3 separate regions of the Zea mays genome follow, and regions 1 and 3 are each linked to region 2. Evidence: chromatin contacts called from public Hi-C data. All regions are on one chromosome and are shown on one strand. The core of a region is the stretch at or near the end of the contact, and the rest is flanking DNA. Distances in the headings are between cores, read along the strand shown. Region 1 holds the start of LOC542697 (indeterminate domain p1). Region 2 holds the start of LOC103643205 (transmembrane 9 superfamily member 9). Region 3 holds the start of LOC100502368 (evolutionarily conserved C-terminal region 5).

Region 1 (3,676 bases), core at 1,160-3,659, 200 kb before region 2:
ACCCTAACTCCCATGCAAGTATCAAATCACCATCACCACCCTCGCATGCCTTTCCGTGCCCCGCGTTTCAAAGTCTGGATTTCATCATGACTCAATCATCATGCATGCATATACACACACATCCCGCGTGCATACTTTTTATTTTTATATATTTCACTCGAAAGGTAAATAAGCGCTGTGCTGTCTTCTGCTCTCTCTCTCTCTCTGTCCAGAATTCCAAATGTAGAGACGACGAAGAATAAATCGAACTGATGAATTCAAACAGTAAACTGAACTGAATTCGTGCCGTACCTGGAGAAGAGGGTGCCGCAGTCGCAGCGGTACTCGCGGGTTCCGCACGTCTTGGAGTGCGCCTTCCAGTCGGACTGCACGGCGTAGCGCTTGTTGCACTTGTCGCACTTCCACTTCTTCTCGCCGTGCTTGCGGCAGTAGTGCTTCTTGATGCCCGTGAGGTCGCCCAGCGCGCGGGACGGGTCGTGGTGCACGCACGTCGGCTCCGGGCACAGGTACACCCGCCGCCGCGTCTCCTTGGGGTTCTTCTGCTTCAGCTTCCACGGCAGGTTGTGCCCGCGCCGGTGCAGCTGCAGGTTCTGCTCCCGCTGGAACCCCTTGTTGCACACCTCGCACACGAACCGGTTCGTCGCCATCAGCGTCTTGGGGGAAAGCGCGATCACCTCCGCGTCAGGGTCTGCTGCAGGGGCCGGCCGACGATATGAATGATGCCCATGCATGCAAAAGCAAGCAAGCAAGCGTGTGTTTAATTTGTCATTATCGTATGATTGCTAATAATTGGTTCTCTTAAACATCAACGACACCTGCTAGTAATTGCTAATAATTGGTTCTCTTAAAGATCGGCCAGAGCTAGCTGGACCGAAGAATTTGATGAATTGCCTAGAGATCAATTAAACAGCAAATAACGAATAAGGCCAGCCAGGGTACTTGCTTGGGTTACCGGGTTGGTTCCGCTTCTTCTTGGGCGGCGGCGCGGCCGGGTTGTTCACAAGAGGAGGAGGCGGCGCCTGCTGCTGCTGCGGCTGCATCTGCATCTGCCCGTCGCCGAGTCCGAACAGGTGGGCAGACGAGGCAGCTGCCATGTTGGAAGCAGCTGTACGGTATTCTTCTCTAGCTCCCTCTTCTGGCGTACGTCCAACGACGACGACGACCACGGAGTATCTAGCTAGCTACAGGAGGAAAGAAGGAATCAGCAAGCAAGCTAAAGATCGATGCCACCACGCACCGGCCGGTCACAGCGACTAGTCCAAGTCACGCACACGCTGTGCCTGTGCGTGTGTACCTCAACCTCTTGTTGGAATGGAAGCTAGCAGTCTACCTGACTCCACTCGATCCGGCTCCTTCCGCACAAGCGATCGATTGATCGATCTAAAAGACAAACGAGAGAAGAGGGAATTAGTGTCAAGCTTAGACAAAATTAATTCCATGCATGCATCAGCTATACATGTGTCTGTATATACATGATGTGTGTTGTGTGTGTCTATATATATCGTATCTATCTATCTATCCATCCAGGAAGGATCGGACAAATTGATGAATGCAAACAAGCAGTACCACAGTATATATGTACTGCAGGCTGCAGCACACTCGAAAGAAACTCATGCATGGACATGGACATGGACACGGATGGATCTGTGTGCCAAAGAGGACGAATTAGTGTCTCCTCTCTGCACAGCAACACACAACAAATGAAAAGCGAGTAATGGGGAAAATGGAGGAGCTGATGACGATGAGGCCGGCCGGAGCGAGGAGGAAGAAAGTCCAAACAAACCCAGCCGCGCGCGCGGCTGATGCACTCGTAAACAAAGCGCATCCCAAAAAAAAACTAGGATGAGAGAAGCTAGCTACAATAGCACAAGGGCCGGCCGGTGAGCCACCTCGCTATAGCAGGTGTGTAGGTAGCTAGGGAGAGGCCATCATGTGGAGAGCTAGGTAGGAGAAGAGAACATGCATGGAGATGCATATGCAAGAAACCAAATAGAGCATCATCAACAAATACTAAGCACATCTCTCTACCTCTAATATAGCAAATTAAAGAGAGGAAAGAATCAAACAAACACAGAAAACAAAGAGGGGGCCGGGATATATAGGGAACAAAGAGAGAGATGCATCCATGAGCAGATATAATCGAAGCTACACCGAACACGAACTAATCAATTAACTCTGAAAGGTGATTGAGAGAACTAACCAAGGGCTGCCGCAGCTACGCACACGGCATCGTAGCTAGCAACCGGAGCATGCGCCCTTGGAGTTCGAGATCTCTCTCCCTCTAGGACCAAGTAGGAACGCGGCGGAAGGGAAAGGGTAGAGGAGGAGGACTGAGTGGTGGTTGGTTATGAGCACTAGCTTCTCTATCGCCTCACACACACACTACCCCATGATGCTCAGCTCAGCTCGATGGAAAGGCAAGGCATAGCTAGCGCTCGCTGATGTAACTAGGGAAAGGGCTGCAGTGCAGGCACGGGGTGAGCCATCCACGACAGTGACCTGGACGGTGGGGCCCACGTGTGCCCTGTCTAGGACCATCGGAAGATGCTCATCCGGTCATCCCTTTCATCCCCGGCCCGTCTCTCTCTCTCTCTCTCTCTCCTCCCTCTGAATCTAGATGTTTTCATATACTGTACGTAACCAAGATTATGTGAGGGCATCATATGTGAAATAAGATTCGGCCGGCCTGAAACATGGAACTGATAGTAACTAAGTACAGTACGTATATATCACGGGCTAGATAAACCATTGACTGAGAACCACAAGAAATTCCCCGCCTCTCTCTTTTGTTCCACACACGTCTCATCCATGTTCTACGCAATTCGTGACAGGGGGAAGAAGACATCGGAAGATCATGGTAGTTTCTCTTGTCGTGAAACATTCCATACATGCAATCAATTAAATGCTAGGTTTAGTCTTATTGGCTTCACCATTTTTATAATTACGTCTCATGTATACCAATTTTGTAGACCAAGTAGATTCTTTCTTTGTGAAATCAACGATATGCACACTATTTGTGAACAAGCACGCGCGCGCACACACACATATATACTCCATATAGCTAGATGCACGCGCATTACTTCGGTTTGTATCTATCACATGGGTAAATTTGTTTAAACATGATACTTGTTCAAACACGTTCCAAACTTTTACAATGAGCATCCGAAAGTCCTGAGCGGCTTGTGTGAGGATGGTGACGATCCTCATGACTTCATGCCTCGTAGCTATGGTGGACGGCATCGCCATGGCGGGTGCTTGCGCCGGTACACACCTCCCCTCAATCAAATAACTATAATCTCGAGTCGAACCCATGTATCTCAATCGATGACCTACCAGCTCTGCTGCGTTGATAATGGGTAGTTGCGCAGGCGATCGTCTTGATTGCGCCACTGCCTGTCTACGCGGGGCGCATCACTGATGTACGGGTATACATGTCCAAATAGGTTGGATATGATGGGTGGTCTGTGGCCTGACACTACTGTTTAGCCCGGCACATTGTCCATCGGGTCTGATCATTGTGTCGTGTCTTGATCTAGGCCTTAGGTGAGGCACAACAGACTAGGCCTAGTATAGATTGGGGGTTCTCTTCTATTTTTCTTGAAATATCTATATTATGTTTGAGTACATAATGTATAACATAAAAAATGTGTGTTCGGTTGGCTATATGGCCGGGTAT
Region 2 (3,657 bases), core at 225-2,724:
CGAACAGGCGTCCGGGCTGACGAGCGGGGCCCACGGGACAGAGAGAAAGGGTGCGCGCACGCGAAGGAGATCGGCGTCGACAAGGCGGCCCCACTGGGCAGCGAGAGGGAGAGAGAGGAAAGAAAGAGCAGGTGAGAGAGGGCGCTGATAGGCGGGGTCGCCTGTTAGGGAGGGCTGGCGCGCGGGCACGGGCGCGCGTGGGGGCTGGGCTGATTTGGTCCGAAATGCGGTTTTCTATTTTCCCTGAAATTTCTAATGGATTTTCTATTTTATTTCCTCTAGGGTTTTCAATTCAAATTCAAACCAAGTTTCAAATGCAAACCAATTCAAACATTTGCATCAATTCAAAGAATATTTTGGGCTCAGTATGATGCAACAATTCATGGCTTACATTGTTTTGACAAAATAAATAATTAACCCTTCTCCTAATTAACTTAATTCTACTCAAAAAGAAAGAGAGAGAGACTAGAGAGAGACCAAGGGTAACATATGTGGATATTTAGAAAGAAATTTTATGCCCCAATTTCATGGTGTTACAAAATATTACACTTGAACTTGGCCAAAAGACCAAAAAATAAGTTGAAAAGAAGCCCCTATACTCGAATTAAATTATAGCAAATGTTTTGGCTTAGGACTCGGGACCGAGAAGATGGTGTAGATCAGATGCTCTAACCAAAATCATCATTTATAGTGAAGGCTTAACAATTTCTCCAAGTTTAGCAAGACATAGAAAAGCACAAGTATGCCAACAAGATCATTTCTGAAATACTAAATACAACAAGTTTATCCTCTAACGCTTAACATGATTACAGAAATATATACTTGCTCTTGCCTTTAGAGTATCATATCAAACAATGAAACATTTTCCGCTTTTAGAGTGCCTTGTACTCACTTCCAATTGCATAATTGGTTTCACTTAAAATTCAATGTGAAATTAATTCGACATGAATAAAACATTTTCATAGTTATGCTCTAGCAATGCTCCACAGTTAAATGGCTAGAAATCTGTACCTCGCCACATTTGGTGATGTGTGGAATGCACGAACTACGCCCTATGTTGAAGGAGCGGAGCGGAAGACGAGTGAGCTAGGAGATGGACTCCCGGTCCCAGGGGGTGACGAGAAGGTTTAGAGTTGGTTGGACTCGATGCAACTTTTATCACCTAGTGAGCATCCTTATCCGGAGGTGAGCACCCTAATCCTCCTCGCCGGTGGCAGTGCAACAACGAAAGAAGCGGGCGGAGGTTGATGCGAAATGGACGGAATTTGTTGCTAGAGCGATAGCTGCGAGAACACTGCTGTGCAAACAAATAGGATAAGATGAGATATGATCTGGGACCGCAGGTTAATTTTGAAGAAATATAAGAGGTTCATTGTAAAAAAATAGCGTGAGACGACCGTTGAAACTGGTGTTTTAATATAGTAAGGAATTATACTTTTTCCATTTTCAACGGAGTGAGCCGTCGGGTGGATCGGGCTCTGGCCCAAAGCCCATTTGACTTCCCTTGAAACGCATGCCCATTCAGTGGATAGGCGGCCGGCCCGTTCACCATTTCTCATCGTTCAATTCAGAATCTGATACATCAGAGAAGGGCCACAGCACAGAGAGAGACTGTCTGCCAGTGGACGCGAGGGAGCGCCTCCGCCTCAGATCCAACCCCCACCGATGCGAGCTCCGGCGATGCTCCGCTGGGCCGCGGCGGCGCTCGCGGCGCTCCTCGCCGCCTCACCGGCCGCCGCGTTTTACCTACCCGGCGTGGCGCCCAACGACTTCCATAAGGTCCAAATTCCCTACGCTCATTCCCACCTTCCTCGTAACGTAACGGTTCTCCCCATCCTTTCGCGCTGGATCTCGACAGCCAGATCCATAGTTTGGTGTTTATCGGGTTGGATGCGAGCGGTGGTGTTTGGGATCTCGGGGTCCTTCTGCTCTCGCTCGCTCCCTTACTCTTACTCTTACTCGTGTCGTTGCGGGTAGCACACGCTGTTCTCTCACCTGATATCATAATCGTTGGCGCTTCTGTGCGCAGTTGTGTAGTCTGACGAATTGCGTGCTTGTCGTTTCATTTCTGCACGGTGCTGCTCAGTGCTAATGACGCACCACCACTTCAGTTGCTCCCTGACATTTCACCGGATGCATTTGGAATTCGAGACTACTGGCATTCACTTTTGGCCAGGTCCCTGCTTCAAATCTCAATGTTGAGGCAAAAGCGTTTTCCCCTTAGCGATGATAAATAATCGAAAACATTATAGTCGGTCTAAAGTTTGTGTAATGTTATTGAATCGTATATTTGAACCAAAGTTTTGCTAGGCGCTAGGCGGAATCTAGGCGATGACCCTTAGTCTAGGGACTAGTCCAGGCTAGGCTTGCCTAAGCGATGCTAGGCGTTTTGCTAACTTATATAATATATACATTTATAGATAAAAAATAGGGAAGGACCAGTAGACATACCTTAGGTCCTTTGTCCTTGCAGATCTGTTGATCACTGAATCCTCAAGCACTGCTGCAATAGAAGTGGACAACACTTTTAGATGCAATTGGGCATCAATACAAGTGATAAAAAATAGGAAATAGTAAGTTAGGTAATTATCTGAGGTCTGACCCTTCTCCCATCCATTAAGTACTGATCAGCAGCATAGGATAGCCTTTAGAAATCACAAACATGAAGGGACAGCAGGCAGCAACACATATAAAATGCATAGCAGACCACGAAATTAAATAACAAGCGCATGATTCAGTTCTCACAAGTCACAACACAAAACACAAGTACACAGCAGGAGTTCTAAGTTCACAAATTAAAGATACATGGATGCATAATAAAAGCTAAAACATGACATGAAGCTGGCTCACACTTAGGGTTCATCCATCTCATACTCATCTTCATCAAACTCTTCTTCTTCGGACTCAAACTCTTCTTCATTGAGCTCTCACCCTTGCACTTCTACGCAGCTCTAGTTGTTCTTCTGCTCCCACTGCATCTCCAAGCACAGACCAAGGTATCCCTGTACCTTCCATGACTTCTTCCTCATCTCTAAAGGAAACTAATGCACAATCATCTCCATTCTCTTGGAGGAAACCTTGAGCTTCAGTTGTACCATTAGGCAAGAGAACATCAGTAATTTTCTTGGACTTGATCTTTGCTCTCTTATTAATCAGCTTGTTGTTGAATTGAATGTAGACCACCTTGTTGAGGCGGTCTGTAGTAAGCCTATTTCTCTTCTTAGTGTGCACCTATAAATTAAAAATAAGAGCACTTTTAGTTCTGCAATTTTATTGTAATGCTGCTGTAATTTTGATAACAGATAGGTACTAACCCCATCAAACCTACTCCAATTTCTTTCACAACCAGAAGAACTTGCTATTAAAGATAGGATCTTGGTAGCTATCTTCTGTAGAGCTGGTGTTTCAGTTCCATAAAGCCGCCACCATGATGCTGAAAAAAACCCTCTCTATTAGTTAGTAGTATAACAGATTGCTTGTTACAATGCTGAAATAAAAAACTGTTACCTGGATTATAATCAAAGTTTTCAAAAGTCCTTGCAACCTTCTTGCTAAATGGGCCTTCTCTATTCTGAAACTTCTGGAGTTCGACGTTGACTGCTTGTTCTTGCATTTCGTCGTCATGATAATAAAAAGTCTCCACACAATTGATAAAAC
Region 3 (3,703 bases), core at 687-3,186, 250 kb after region 2:
TGACCTATGGCATATTTATGACAGAGGAAAACTTTTTCTACTTACTGGTGGACCCACTTCCAATCCTTCAACACTCATGTAGGGAGGATATGTATCCCATGCTTGTGTAGGGTTTTCAGAACCGGAGCCTGCCCATAGAGAGGGAAACTATGCTAAGGATGCAACAAGAACTTTCATCAATCAAGATGAAAGCTGCGAAATCTACAATATATTAAAGAAAACAAAATAAGTGGGTTCTGTGTCCACCCCACAAAAACTGATTTTACATTGATATATATTATATTTCTACACATAAATCATAGGTAACTTCATAAAGAAATATGTTAAGAGCACCACCTAATAGATAGTATAAAACTTTTGATATCATTTCTCCTTTATGTTCCCATGGGCTATAATTGCATGAGATCAACTATATAGGACAATGCATAAGTTCATGTTCTGTAATAAAAACTGGACAAGGAATGCAAAGTGAGAAGAGATATTCAGACATGTAGGCTGACCTTGGTAATAGAATGGTTGTGCCTGAGAAGCATAAAAGTTGTGTGCACCATTATGGCCCCCATCCATGTTAGATGTGCCAGCTTGGGTTTGGCCTTCACTTGGTAGATTGAAAGCATTTGAATCAACTAAAATCGGGGGCACAGTTGCTTTCTCATCCTTACTGGCAACAGGCTGAGGTAGATGGTTGATACAATAGACAAACAGAGTAAACAAAGTGAAAAAAAAAGGATAAAAACAGTAATACAGTAATGAGTGATGAGTGATGACCAGCTCCTTCGGCTTCTCAGCAAGACCTATCGTTTGTTCACCATTGGCTACTGGCTCCTGCTTATCCATAGAGCCTGAAATAATAAGGTTCGAACAAAATCATGTCAGGCTTCAACAAATAAGGCTATCCAATTGTATGTGATAAGCTGAGTGCCATATATTATATTATTATGAAGTATATAAGCTAAACTTTCACGGACGGCCTTAAATAGCAAAGAAGGATAGTTGCTTCCCTAACATTTTGCATCAAAATACCATGCGATCACATCTCCCAGTACATGGCATGCACAATCTATTGAATTGTAAAAGAGTATGTTGATCATTGATAAAAGCACACGCGGGGAGTTGCAATAAGCAGTGCTCGAAATTCTCATACTCGTTGCATGTACTTGGCCTCTTACTCTGATCGACAAGGTAAAGGCGCATCTTACAGGTTTAACATGCATCAGTCTATTCAGTGAAAACAATACCACATCTTAGGGAATGTAAAGCTCACATGACATTGACAGACATCCTAGTATTCTACCACAGCCCTCTACGCTAGCACGATCTGCACAAACCATCAGCATGACGTACAGTCAAGGTATGACTAATTGCACGCGAAGCCCGTTCCGTTCAGGCATTGAAAACTATGTACCGCCCGACCGAATGGACTTTGCGTTGCTACAGGAAGTACATACATGTGATAATTTCTATGTGACAATGACAACAACACCGTACCAACCGATTAAATGTGATGTCGATGCGCATAAACTTGTGCACACGAACCAAGAGAACCTACCGAGAAGGACTCGCAATGCGTTAAGCTGAAGCTCGGGCGATTCCGCCAGATCTTCGCTGCCAGAAACAGCAGCGTCCACCATGCGGAGCAAGAAGCCTGATCAACTCAATTTGAGACCCCCTGGTTCTAAGCTCAATACATCTCGGATCGCATAATTGACACGCACGGGGGACGGGGGCAAGGGCAATGGAATCGAATCGGCGACAAACCGGTCGGGTCGGGATAATAATAATTTGAATTTGACGGCTCTCCGATCAATTCATAGCAGCAGAGTGTGCAGATCAAAATCCCTTACCGGCGGCGAGGCAATAGAATGAATCAAGGAGTATGGGCTGCAGGGAGAGACCTCCGCTCCAGCGAGCGGCGAGGGCGAGCCTACGATAGAAGGAAGAGGATCTGTGGAAGGACGCCCGAGTCGGCGCACAGGCCGGCGGATCTGGCGATCGGATCGGGCTCCCACACCTTTTTTATGTGAATCGTGATTTGATGAGAGCGATTAGAGATGTCATGGGTATCAAACTCAAAGGCTTTTACCAATACGAAGTCGCGTACGATGGGATTTCTCTATCCGCAACCCGTAGACGGGTACGCATACATGTTACTCATGAGTAAAATATATCTGTATCAATATTACTATAACCATATAATAGAGCCTATCTTAGCTAAAATAAAATCTTTCTGTAGCTATCATTTGTCTAGATACCAAGTTATGTAATCATATAAGTTGTTATATGTGAAGTTGAAGTTGTTTTGTATGTTTATTTAATATTTTGATTTATTAGTATATTGGAATTTTTAACTTTCCTAGCAGGTACGGGTTACCCGACGGGTAAAAATACCCGCGCGCGTACGAATATGGGTAAGATTTTATACCCGCGAACATATATGGGTAACCTGGTGGATAGAATTTTTTTTATGAATACGGCTATAGAATGGTACTACCCGACGGATACGTATTTGTTGGCATCCATAAGAGGGATACAGGACCAGGACCTTGTTGGTGGCCCGATGGCTGCTTTTCCTTTTTCTCTCGGATTCGAGTCTAGCAGAAAAAATGTTAGGAGTTGAAAAAAAATAGCGAAACTACTGTGTTTGTTTTTTTATTACTAGTATAATGACTGATATATAACTTATTTATTAATATTATGTTAGAGCATCTCCAACAATACCTCATATTAAAATATAAGGCTCAATCTAGAAAAAACAGTTCCAACATTAACTCATTTTACAAAAAAAAATTGTTAAAAAATATAGGGCACCTCTTGATGTGCTACAAATATACTACACCTTGTTGGGCTGCCCTATCTATTGCAGTGGACCTAGTTGGCGAGGCCACAACAGCCACGTCCTCCCCATGCCCTATGGCCCGTGTGCCTTCTTCCAATCATAAAGCGCCACATGTCTTTGTTACTCATATGAGGCTTCATTGTTGGAGCTTAACTATTTGTTGCTGCTCTAAATCCTCTAAAATATAATGGTTTTAATTGGTGTCTATATGATGACTTTATGGTGCAAAATGTTGATTGTGTGCATTTGGGTGTCATATGCATCACGATTTGATACTTGACACAATGCACACCACGGATGCTAAGATGTAACGCTTCGTACATAGCCTGAGTATGTGCAATTTAGCATTTGAAGCCAAAGTTGAGATTTCCATGTAAAAACATATTCAGGGGAGCATTCTATAGCTTAGAATTCAAAATTGTGTTTTAATTTCAAATATTGTGTAAGCTTTAATTGTGTTGCCATCAGTCACCAAAAAGGAGAGATTCAAAGCTCCTTTATGGGTTTTGGTGGTTTGCATGGTGAAAGAAACAGTGACGCCTAAGAGAGGGTGAATTAGGACTTCTAAAACTTTCACTAAACTAGGCCACTAATAAATCCCTAGAGCAAAACCTATGCAAATAAACAAACTAGAATGTGTAGACTAGGTTTTGTCTAAGTGTTGCTATCTCTACCGCAAAGGCTAAGTTTCAATCTACACTATATAAGTATGAATACAAGATTGAAACTTAAATGCTTAATATAAATGCGGAAACTTAAAGAGCAAGATAGAGATGCAAACTCTCGTGGATGACGCCGGTATTTTTATCAAGGTATCCGGAACCACGCAAGGTCCCGACTAATCCTCGTTGGTGCCCCTACACAAAG

The links. Hi-C and Micro-C count contacts between places; a contact is called where the count stands out from the background.
Region 1: a Hi-C map of ear shows a contact between it and region 2, with 2.3 times the contacts expected there. The contact joins the promoter of LOC542697 here to the promoter of LOC103643205 in region 2. A contact is called at or near these places in 2 of 25 Hi-C or Micro-C datasets (ear and tassel).
Region 3: a Hi-C map of ear shows a contact between it and region 2, with 2.4 times the contacts expected there. The contact joins the promoter of LOC100502368 here to the promoter of LOC103643205 in region 2. A contact is called at or near these places in 2 of 25 Hi-C or Micro-C datasets (ear and leaf).

Annotation. Positions count from the first base shown.
Region 1 is chr1:210,756,497-210,760,172 of Zm-B73-REFERENCE-NAM-5.0, reverse strand. It overlaps LOC542697 (indeterminate domain p1), which reads right to left and starts at 2,409. Exons shown (of 5, transcript NM_001254875.2): 1 at 2,201-2,409; 2 at 1,331-1,380; 3 at 953-1,181; 4 at 292-691. The coding sequence starts at 1,094.
Region 2 is chr1:210,555,749-210,559,405 of Zm-B73-REFERENCE-NAM-5.0, reverse strand. LOC103643205 (transmembrane 9 superfamily member 9) reads left to right here and starts at 1,474. Exons shown (of 7, transcript XM_008666355.3): 1 at 1,474-1,779. The coding sequence starts at 1,666.
Region 3 is chr1:210,308,533-210,312,235 of Zm-B73-REFERENCE-NAM-5.0, reverse strand. LOC100502368 (evolutionarily conserved C-terminal region 5) reads right to left here and starts at 1,936. Exons shown (of 10, transcript NM_001196846.1): 1 at 1,845-1,936; 2 at 769-842; 3 at 501-672; 4 at 46-128.